Linked DNA regions of Xenopus tropicalis: region 1 is linked to region 2. Evidence: chromatin contacts called from public Hi-C data. All regions are on one chromosome and are shown on one strand. Each heading gives the region's core, a stretch centred on a gene start, on an enhancer-like site or on the middle of the called end of the contact. The rest is flanking DNA. Distances are from core to core; before and after follow the strand shown.

Region 1 (5,787 bases), core at 1,452-3,951, 49 kb after region 2:
TGGTCGTACGAAACATCGTCAGATCGCCACGTGTATGGCCACCTTTAAGGACTCAAACTGAAAGCTTAACTCTGCACCTTTGCTTTATCTGAATAATTCTGGCCATGCAAGAGCTGATGTTGTCTGACCAAGACAAAAGTTAATTGGCCTGTGTATGGTCATTGTTTAGCCAGATTTTTATTGGGCCTACTGATAAAACACTCCAAGGGCATTCAGCAAGCATACTTTAGAAATAAAGTGTTAAGATGTTCAAACATGGGTTGTTAAAAGCCGTGGCCTCACCCACTCCAGACTAAGTTGGCAGCTCAGGCCACCCACTCCAGACTAAGTTGGCAGCTCAGGTCACCCACTCCAGACTAAGTTGGCAGCTCAGGCCACACACTCCAGACTAAGTTGGCAGGTCAGGCCAGAAAACAGCCTAATATCAATCAAACAGGTTTAAAAATTCCATTGGGCAAGTACTGTATCAGAACTCCGATGCCCCGTTGTTGAGTTTCACAGGCCCCAATTATGATCCAATCATTGGGCTGGAAGCTGTTGGATCTTCCTGATTTGACACAAATTACATTGGTCAAAACAAGCAGCTTGTACCATGAAGGCTCATCTTTACTCTACACCAATCAACCAAAACTCATTTATTTGGGTTCTATCCTAGTTTGTTGTATATGTATTTATATATTTCATGACTGCGCAAATCCATGGGATAAACACTTTAATTAGTACATAGTGCTGGGTGTCAACCATGTATAAAGCAAACATTCATTTGCTCTAAGATTCCTACCTGTGTTGGTATTCATTTGCTAACATTCTGCAAATTTGCACCACTGCAGTAGCAATAGCAATTTTTCATGTTTCTTTCTGCAAAAACATTAAAAAAGTCATGCACAGTAGAAAATGTTTAAATCATTTAAAAAGACATGTTTTAGTTGCAGGCTGTAATGTAACATGTACTTCTAAGGCTAAAGGCACATGGACTTTACTTGCTGCTGTAAAATGGTGGAAAACACTACCTTGTCTGTTTACCAAAGTAACCCATGATAAACGTAGCACTTGAAGCACAAGTAGCTGTGACAGGTAGGACCCCTGCTCAGAAATGCTGCCTTTCATAAATTATTATGCAAATTATTGACAGGTGGATATGGGAGTTGTGACTGCAATATTTTCCACCAGATTACAGAAAATGCCACGTGCCATAGCCCTAATGCAAGGTCTATAAGGTTAGAATATCAGCATGCAAATATTTACTTGAAACATTGGTTCAGAATTTGTTTTACATTGAATTAAAAGAAAAAAAAATGTTGTATTAGAATAAGAGAAATATATCTTTCATCTACAACTTTGGGTTAATATTGGTCTGAAAAATGCTGTAAAGGAAACAAAGTAATTATTATTTAGCAAGCCTGCTGACTCAGTATCAACAGTGACAATTATGTTAAACTGAGTGGAGAGGAAAGAATCTCCACTTTATGTGACACACCTTTCATTGAAGCCAAGGGATTATTTCCTATTATGAACTGATACTCGTTCTACACAATGGCACAAAAAATGTCAGGGACTATTGTTTAAATAATTGTAATAGAATAGTGTAAAATATTCTTGTTAATTTATGCGTCATATGGGCAGGGCTGTATTTATGTTTAAGCACCCAAGGGCCTGTGCCTAGGGTGGCGGATTTTGGGGTGCGGCCCTCAGGTGCCTATATATTTGATTTATTGAAAAATCCCCCAGCCTTCACCACAGAGTTAATTGGGAAATCTGGTGATGGAGCTTGTGGGGGGGGGGTGAGGGGTTTGCACCATGGTGCACTGTGGAAGTAATGTCAGCTGCACGTAACGTCACTTCTGCAATGTAGAAAGGGTGTTTAGATCTGGTACCTAGGGTGGCACAGGACCTAAATACAGCTCTGCATATGGAAACGTCCTTTATATTCAGGTAAAGTATGGTATTTCAGTTTGAAGAGAAATGGCACGCACTCCTTGGTCCACTAAAACTTGTCTTTATTGTAGAGATCATAAAACAAAAAGGTCCTGACGCGTTTCGTATACAAAAGATACGTAGTCATAGGCACCAAAGTATGGTATTTTACAGATTGCCAACAACATTTTCAGTTGGTGCAGATTAGCAGTGATGCGATTGGATCTTAGATCATGGATGGACTGGCAAAAATTTGCAAAAAATCAATCCTATGGGGTTTATTTAATATTTTTATTAGTTGACTTTATGGTGGTCCAAATTACAGAAAGATCCCTTATTTGGAAAACCCCAGCTCCTAAACATTATGGATAACAGGTCCTACATCTGTAGTTATAAATTATAGTCACAAAAGATTTAAAGGAAATGTAATATTATCTAGCTAGAAAATACAATGCATATTATGGAGAGATGTACTGCAGATTTTTTTCTCCATACCCACCCACTCCCGTTCTCTTCTAGTTTATATTCCCAGCATCCTGACCTGTGTTGTCCTTTCATATACAGTAAATACTACTTGCCTTTTCCTACCCATGTTAAAAATAAAAATAGTCATTTAAAAAACCCATAATAGTGTTTACAGAATGACTAATGTCAACAATATTTATTTCTATAGTCCAGATATGGTACACTGACTGACGATCATGTTTCTAATGTACTGTACACAGCCTGCAAACCATGGAATCCATTCAAAGGAGCCCTGGGGGCAAAGCAGTCAACAACAGATTCACAACCTGCTGTAGGGCTACGAGAAGTGTAAACACAATGGGGACACTGATCAATGTTTTGTTACAATATGATCTTTAAACAGATCTTCTTCCTTTGGGAGTGCAATGCTCTTAAATAATGTTGCTCTTGTGCTCTGTAACTTGTAATTATACCACTGAATGTAACATGTGGGTGGGGGGGGGGGGGGTCAGAATACCTTTGTTTTACTTGCTTGGTAAACTGGGATTCTCTCTGCAATATAGGGAGAACAGTGAGGATAATTATACACTTGCATGCTGCTTGTTGCTGTTTGCCATGCTGGTTGCTACCTAAACAGGCTATTTCTGTGCTTCTCTCAGCAACTCTCAATATTAGTCACTTGCTGTCGGCATGTCAGGGCACCTGTGCCCTTTTCCAGGTTCCTCAATGACTTCCCACACAGATTTGCTTTTAACACAAAATTAGAAAGTCTTGACAATTTAGAATGACTAGCAATGCTGCAAGCGGCAACTTATATATAAATATATATCTATATATAACCTAAATGTATAATCCAAGGGTCGCCAAATTTTTTCATGATGATGATGATGATGATGAATACTGGATCCTATAGCAAAGATTCAGCCACATATTTTTCCTAACCCTAATACGCATATATAAATTTGAGCTACATCACCCCCAAAAAAATTCCATTGTGCAGTCATATGATGTTAAGAGTTTGGATTCAGTTCAGTCATATAAGCAATTTTTAATGTTGACACTGCAAATATAAATGATTGCATCAAGCAAGAGTGATTTATTTCAGTAACCTTAATGAATTAGTGTAAATTATGTCCCTATCAGCAAGTGTCTAGCCTCTTTGCTCTTATGGAACTGCCCTGTGTTGTTATCCTATAAAGCAGGGGTCCCCAACCTTTCTTATTCGTGAGCCACAGTCAAATGTAAAAAGAATTGGGGAGCAACACAAGCACCATAAAAGTTCATGGAGGAGCCAAAAAAGGGCTGTGATTGGCTATTAGGCAGCCTCTATGCACACTATCTTACAGCTTACAGGGGGCTTTATTTGGTAGTAAATCTTGTTTTTATTCAACCAAAACTTGCCCCCAAGTCAGGAATTTAAAAATAACTACCTGGTTTGGGGGCACTAAGAGCAACATCCAAGAGGTTGGTGAGCAACATGTTGCCCCCTTGCCACTGGTTGGGGATCACTGCTATAAAGGTACTCTTAAAGGACTGAACAGAGCGGGCAAGAGGGTTTTGTCCAGACACACTTTAAGGCTGATGGCCCATGGAGTGAGTTAGTCATCCACGATTTAGTCGCCGGTAGTCTCTTCGGCTTTTTAAAGTGTGCAAATTTTTCTCCTGCAGGAACTTGACTTCAGAAAGCCAAAGTGATGCCAAAGCCTTTGCACTGGCGACTCCGATTGTTGCCAGTGGAAAGCTATTTCCATTCCAAGATTAGCCTTTAGTATGGAAATCTAATAGAAGGTTCATAGTTTGCTACTGGTCTGATCACCTATAGCAACCACTCGGCAGGTAGCATTTACTTATCAGTTGTCTAAAAGCAAACATCTTATAAGTTGCTATAGGTTCCCGCACCAGGGCAAAATGAGTGTCTTTTATTAACTATGGGGTTATGATATCTAGAGAGGGATGGAAAGGTATAATAGAAAAAAGCTAAGGAAGCGATTGTACTGGGGCCTACCACCTAGTAGTGCCCATTTGGAGGCCTGCAGAAGTGTAGTGATTTGCCAGCCCCCGCAAAAAAATCATTGGAGGGTCAGAGCACAGAGTAGTAAACCCTACCCAGCCCCCTTCTGCTCACACACAACCCCCTGCCCAATTGTGTATAAATCCCTGCTCCACACCTTCTCTACTACCATTAGTTGCTACTGGAGACAAACTGGAAGGGGTGCTTTATTTATATTTGAGATAATGTTGTTGTAACTGTCTTGTGTAATACAAGAAATCCATAACTTTTATAGAGAAGGCCAGATGAGAGTTAGCCCTGTGGCTGCAGCATGACCTACATTCATATCTTTTTCATTTTATGTGCAGTGGCAACTACACTGACTGGATTCCCAAGGGTATCCACACATTTATACAAATATATACACCTCTATATAATGAATGTTTTTCGCACATAATTGTTTGTGTGCATCAAAATTTGTTGCTGTGTTGCTGTGCTCCGGCCTCCGAATATTTGTGTGCATTATGGCACAGCTTAGAGAGAACATTGCTACACTAAGGGGCACATTTACTAACCCACGAACGGGCCGAATGCGTCCGATTGCGTTTTTTTCGTAATGATCGGTAATTTTGCGATTTTTTCGTATTTTTTGCGATTTTTTCGGCGTCTTTACGATTTTTGCGAAAAAATGCGAGTTTTTCGTAGCCATTACGAAAGTTGCGCAAAGTCGCGATTTTTTCGTAGCGTTAACACTTGCGCGCAAAGTCGCGCCTTTTTCGTAGCGTTAAAACTTAAAAGGCGCAACGTTTCGCGCAAGTTTTAACGCTACGAAAAAATCGCGACTTTGCGCAACTTTCGTAATGGCTACGAAAAACTCGCGTTTTTTCGCAAAAATCGTAAAGACGCCGAAAAAATCGCAAAAAATACAAAAAAGTCGCAAAATGTTCATTTCCAATCGGAATTTTTCCAATTCGGATTCGAAATCGTGTCTTAGTAAATCAGCCCCTAACTGTTGGACACAAGGGCTGTGAGCATGTATTTGATTTATTTACCTAAACTGAAAGCATTCACACACCCTTTGTGAAAATCATCTATAATGAAAGCACTTTAGTATAGATAACTCATTCCTGCCTTTTCCCTATACCATAGCAGACACCATCCCCCACAAACAAGGGGGCTACTGCTGGTCAAAGAAAATATATTTCAAGCCTAATTCTTACTACATTTTTAAACAAATCTGTCCTTATTCACCCTTCTATAAAGGTCACAGATGAGAACAGATTGATCTGTTAAAATTATTCAGCAACTTATTGATCTACGTGTGCTCCATTTGGGCGGGGGCAGGGCTAAACAAATGCCTCATATAAATCTCAATTGAAAGTTTGGCATAATTCCTGACATTTACAGTTATTTGAAGG
Region 2 (5,827 bases), core at 1,593-4,092:
GACCCACACCAGACATAGCTGAGCATTTTTGCTCCATCATTATGCGCATCCAAAAAACTGAAGTCCCTGTGATCCCATGGCAGAGATTGCCCAACTGACATCCTTTGCCTAAACTGCTTACTGTTTTATAACCAAGAAGTCTATATGCTTCTGAAAAAAAACAAACAACCGAAAGCAATTCTCCCACTGTTTCTTCCCAGTCACACTGTCCATTAAAGAAAAGGCTTGAAGACAATTTCAAAATGTCCCTTTATCCTTACTCTGCTTGTTTGTCTCCTCAGTAGCTGCTCCACTAAACACTGAGCTCTGCCCCAACTGGCTGCCTCAAACCCTTGCTTATCCCTGACCCTGTCCCCATCAAGTTAACAGCTCCTCCAAACCTACCTAAAATCTTGGTCCCACTGATCCACCACCACACCTGCATTTTGCTTGTTATGGACTCACCTGCCACCATAGGTTTGTCTGATATTAAATTCCTATTCTTGAGATGTGGTGTTTTTGCTTCATGCAAATTAATAGCAAATTAGTGAATTCTGGACAAAATCCTGATCAGTATTAAGTACTAAGTAAATAAGGCACACCCACACAAATTCTAAGAAAAGTATAAAATACACCTTTATTTATATATACAGTGCATCTATTAGAAATTTAAAATCATTTAAAAAAATCCCAGGTTCCCATCATCTATTCAGTGACTGCCAAACTGGTAAACAGAGTTATTAGTATTAATAATGCCAAAGTATATGTTATATTCATATAGCGACCTACACACTTAGTGGAAAATTTATTAAGACACGAATGCTCAGAGCGTATTTTCGACGATTTTTTCATGCTTGAGCGACTTTTTCGTACACCGGCACAACTTTTTCGTACGCTTGCTCGAAAAATTCGGAACATTTCGTGACTTTAGGATCGCCAATACGATATTATCGTGACTAATACGATTTTTTCGTAAGCATTTTCGTGATATTTGCGATCTTAAGAAATTATTGTATCGAATCCAAATTTTCAACCATGCAGCAGGAATTATAGCGGCTGATGACACACAAGGAGATTAGTTGCCCATTGATTAATCTCCGCTAGTGGTGGCGACTAATCTCTTCTGAATGCTTTCTTGCCAGCAAATATGTAAATCGCAGTAGAAACACATATGTGTTGCTTTGCAGGGTAACTTCATACAAGTCAAACAATCATCTAATGCAAAATCTGTTTAGCCAATAATATACTAATCTATATTAAACATTCCATTTAAAACAGCCCATCAATATCATATACTTTCCATATTTCCATTAAAGTAATACATAATAATAAAAAAGTATGTTGATTTGTAGTTCCCACATTTTTATCTGTGGTGTTGACTATGCATGCTGGGATTTACAGTTCCCAATTTTTCTCTATGGGGTTTCCAGTGCATCTGGGAGTTGTAGTTTCCAATTTGTATATGCATTGTTGCCTGTGCACGCTGAGTATGTAGTTCCCAGTTTTTATCCGAGTTACATTCTCGCCGGTGGGATGGCGTTTCAGGGAGATTTGTCGCGGGCGACTAATATCCCCGTGTGCCACATCCCTAACTGTGCAAGCTGGCATTTGTAGTTCAAATTTTATTCGCGTTTAAATGACGCACAAGGTACGGGGCGGGAGGGGGCGCCCACTCTCCACCAATACAATGATGTGTTAACGAACGGAGCCGCAGATCTGTGTTCCAAAGCCTTATTAGTGAACCACAGACTAGCAGTTTTGTGTTTACAACATTTTATCAACAATTACGGTAATTCCTTTGGTTTCCCTTTTAAACAATATTGCGGAGAGAATTGTCCACTCCAGTTAACATTTATGAATCCTACTGCTTGTCTCTTGTGTATATGCTGTGGCTTTGTGCTTGGGTAGATCTGCAGGCTGCGCGGGAGGTTGGGATTGAAGGCACTGCAGGGACGAGGTCAGTCCTGTCCCATTAGGAGTAGTCAGTAAAAGAGCCCTACCACATACCTACCATCCTCACTAGTCAAAAACCAAATACCAACGTCCCATGCAAAACGGAAGTTACGCAGAGGAAGTAAGGGTAATTGGCTGGGAAAGCGTAGCGGCTGTGGCTCTAAACTAAATAAATCAGCTCCCTTAGTGAATTACCTGCTCATCGTGTAACTGACAAGACTGGGAGCGGGACAGTTAGTACAGTCAAAGCTCCTCATATCAGAAATTGAGTCCAGAAGTATAATGGTGGCACCCCTGTCTATGAGCAGCTACTGCTCACATTCCCACAGGACTGGTTCCCCTCTGTCCGCGGCCCTTCTCTTACGACTCTGACCACTCCCTTGTTGTTTACATACTAGGGAAGTACTGGAGCAGTGCCTCCTGCTCTGTGGGCTGCTGTCCAGAGAAGGACTCAGACGTTCAGGGGGATGGGATCCTATAGTGTGAATCGCACCTCCTGTAGGGAGAGGGGGATGGGCTACTGCTGAATCCACTTCTCTCTCTGCTGCTTCCTGTGCTGAAATCCGAGCCAGAAGCGCCTGTAATTCCGCATAGAAAAAAAACAAAACTCTTTCCTTTCTTATTACTTGTTTTCTTTCTTCGCAAAATGGATTCCCTTCCTGTCACTGTGTGATTCACAATCCCACACTAGTTCCATCCCCTTTACTACGTCTAAAAATCTCTCTAGACTCCCTCTTTAACCCCTCTGTGGCCTGATTGTCCCACCCTGTCATAACCCGTTCCTTTCAACTCATTCTCTAACTGCTCTGCCCACGTTTTACAGCTAAAGGCCCGCCTGCTCTATTGGCTCCGCCCAACCCCTGGCCTCAGTGTCCGGTAGTTACAGAGTCTGTGTACATTCTTCGTGGGTCCGGATAGGAAGCGGCCGAACGGGGCCTTCCACACTACTCAGTACATGAACCCCAGCACAGTCCGGGGATGGATTGCACCGTGCTCTCATCCATCCATTCTTTCTGCAAGCAGTCATGATGCTCCTGACAAGGAAGCCTGAGGGCCCCATAGCAGCAGGTACAGTGTGCTGAGCTTGTGCATTTGATAACGCTGCGATCTGTGTTCAACCACCATGTTCCTTATACTTACATTTTGTACCATACGCAACTCACTGTCCTCTTCAGATCAGCCTATATAAGTGTTTAGGTGTTAAAGAGTTTGGCTATGTATGTCTTATTTTTGTGCTCTTTACTGTCAGTCTGTCAGGCATGATGAAATGAAGTTGTGAGGTCACATTAAATGTCACAGTGCACCAATATAATATATATAATATGTGTTTGTGTGTAATGTGAGAAGGAGAAAATCAGCATGTCTGTGTGTTGGAATGGTAAATATCCAGAGCTGAAGTGCCCTGCTGATAAAAGGACTGAAATACACCACAGTGTCAAAACTGACAATACATAGGGCAATTAGGCAGCTCCTAAAGCATTAGTCTTCAAAATAATTGATTTAATACCTTGCTAGGAGGTGTTTGATTGGTGTTCTTAATATTCTAACATATTTGTCGTTGGTGCTTCCTTTAATATCCTTGGGGTGAAACAACTGGTTTGACTATTTAATATTTTTTTTTAGATGTGTTTTAATTCATAGGATGGTATCCCTATAGCACACATATCTATATCGTTTCCTGGAATTATTGATTGCTATTGCAATATGTTGGATGTTAGTCAAAACCAGTGACCTTAAATAAGGACTCTTCGTGTCTAGTTGATTTTATAGATATTCAGTGTGGATATTTTATTGTGCCTATACTGCTTTGTGTTACTGTTAATAGATCGCAATGCTCACTCTACCATGTGGGTTACAGAATTGTCATGGCTTTTATGCACGCTACCAACTGACTGGCTCCACCACCTGATGTTTAAAGGGATTTAATAAAAATACAGTAAAGCTGCTAATCTTTTGTTTTATGGTGGATTACAGTAATCCTGTTATGTTCATAAAGGTCCATGTTTATCATTAACCCACTTAACTATAAGAGCAGAGCGACACATGCTTGAATCAGTATCACAGTGCAAAATTATTTAATTGATTTTGCATTGCTGCCTTTGATGCTTTAGGGCCTTGCTGCCGTTAGGGATTATCAAAATTGGTCAGTGATGAGAGATTTGATGGGAAGGAACAATTTAATTAATGTTGGTTGGTACAAAATCAGTTTTCTGTGTGTTGTGGAATGGCTCATGAGCATGTGTCATTATTGTCAATAAGAAGCAGGTCTAAACTGCCTATGATATCACCAGAATATGTCAAGTCTGCTTGATATTTATTTAGATTTAAGTTTTGGGAGATGAATCCTTATTCAGTCCAATCTAAATCCAAAAGATGAATCTTATTCAATCCAAGATAACATTTCTTACCTCCTGGCAACATTGTTATTTAACACTCTTCTCCTAATCCGGTTCCTATTTATAGTTATCTACTAGGCTATATCTAACAAAATTTAAGAATTAATGCTCACACTCGTCAATTTTGCCTACTTTCTTTTTACTCTTGATGAGTGCTCCTTTTATGTCTGGGTCCATATTCACTGTGTATCTTAAATCCTACAAAGAAAAGGCAATAACTATAATCTCCACTAAGGAAGGTATTAAGGCTGTAAGACTTTATACCAGGGGTCCTCAAACTACGGCCTGCAGGCCGAATACACCCCCCCCATGGTCATTTACCCTCACCCCTGGCTACTACCTGTCTGCCTCAGCGTGGTCCTTGTCCCCAGCGCTCCACGCCACACCGGCTGACCCTAAAGACATGCCGAGGGCCATGCTGAGGCAGACAGGTAGTAGCCAGGGGTGAGGACCTGTGGGGGTGGAGGCAAAGTTTGAGGTCTAACTATAGTCCGGTCCCCCAACAGTCTGAGGGACCATGACCTGGCCCCCTGTTTAAAAAGTTTGAGGACCTCTGCTTTATACCATCCAAAACTTACCAATGCACTCTATCTGCTTCACTTCCTGCTATTTGACCAACTAGTGAAACAGCAGAAAGGAGGCCATATCATGTCCCTTCATATGGCCCACAGACAAATTTTTTGTTGTAAAAGTTTAGGCAGTGTATGACTGCCCTTTTGGAATTGTTCTTTATTGTCATTTCTATCAAGAGCGACAGTCAGCGACCGCTTTCCATAGGATGTCGCCTATTCCAGCCCGGTGTAAGCGATTACAATCACTGGGGATGCCTAACATTTTGGCACACCCCCCCGTGATTGTACCTTTCCTTCTTCTTTAATCTGCCATTGTTATTTTTTAATATTCCAGCCCCCCAAAGGTGGCATATTGGATAATCAGCCTACCACATGGATTAAGTTGAACAGCAGTGGCTTGTTGCAATTGAGAGATGAAGCTTACTGGCCTAAGGCACTGTGCTGACACACTGAACTCAGAAGTGGAAAAGCCTGCTATGATTCCTGTTTTGTTTATAGCTATTTGCTAGAACATATTCTACTCAAATCTGGGTACAGTGCAGTGCAAACCTAGTAATTCTATATTATTATCAGATATTGCTTGATTTGTCTGCTCTCCAGATCCGCAAACTACTTGCATAAACACTGAATTTATGGTGCACTTTCTTGGTGCAAATAATTATGAGACTGCTTGTAAGTAAATGCAGAAGGTAAGGATAAAATAGTGAGCATGGAATTTTCAGAATTACGCTTGTACCCACATTCCTGACAAGTCTTGCTGCAGTCACAGTTGTAAGCATATATGCTACATTCAGCTCCAATTGTAAAATATATGGATATTAGAAGTCACTAAGGCTTTTATACAGTTCATGTAACTAAAATGTGGTTTAGAATATACTCATATTCTTTTCTACATTACAGTGAGGAGTACATTATCATAATAATACG

The links. Hi-C and Micro-C count contacts between places; a contact is called where the count stands out from the background.
Region 1: a contact with region 2 is called in a Hi-C map of neurula embryo, with 2.9 times the contacts expected there. The contact joins the enhancer-like site here to the promoter of dyrk3 in region 2. A contact is called at or near these places in 4 of 5 Hi-C or Micro-C datasets (brain, gastrula embryo, liver and 1 more).

Annotation. Positions count from the first base shown.
Region 1 is chr2:74,109,395-74,115,181 of UCB_Xtro_10.0, forward strand. No RefSeq gene overlaps it. Among named protein-coding and RNA genes, the nearest start is that of mapkapk2, 39 kb to the right of the region's middle. Within about 2 kb of position 2,702, at least 1 of the 11 cell types and tissues checked has an H3K27ac peak or open chromatin away from gene starts, as enhancers often do. A contact at or near this core is called in neurula embryo, where this site is marked.
Region 2 is chr2:74,060,597-74,066,423 of UCB_Xtro_10.0, forward strand. dyrk3 (dual specificity tyrosine-(Y)-phosphorylation regulated kinase 3) reads left to right here and starts at 2,843. Exons shown (of 3, transcript NM_001008157.1): 1 at 2,843-3,000. The coding sequence starts at 2,961.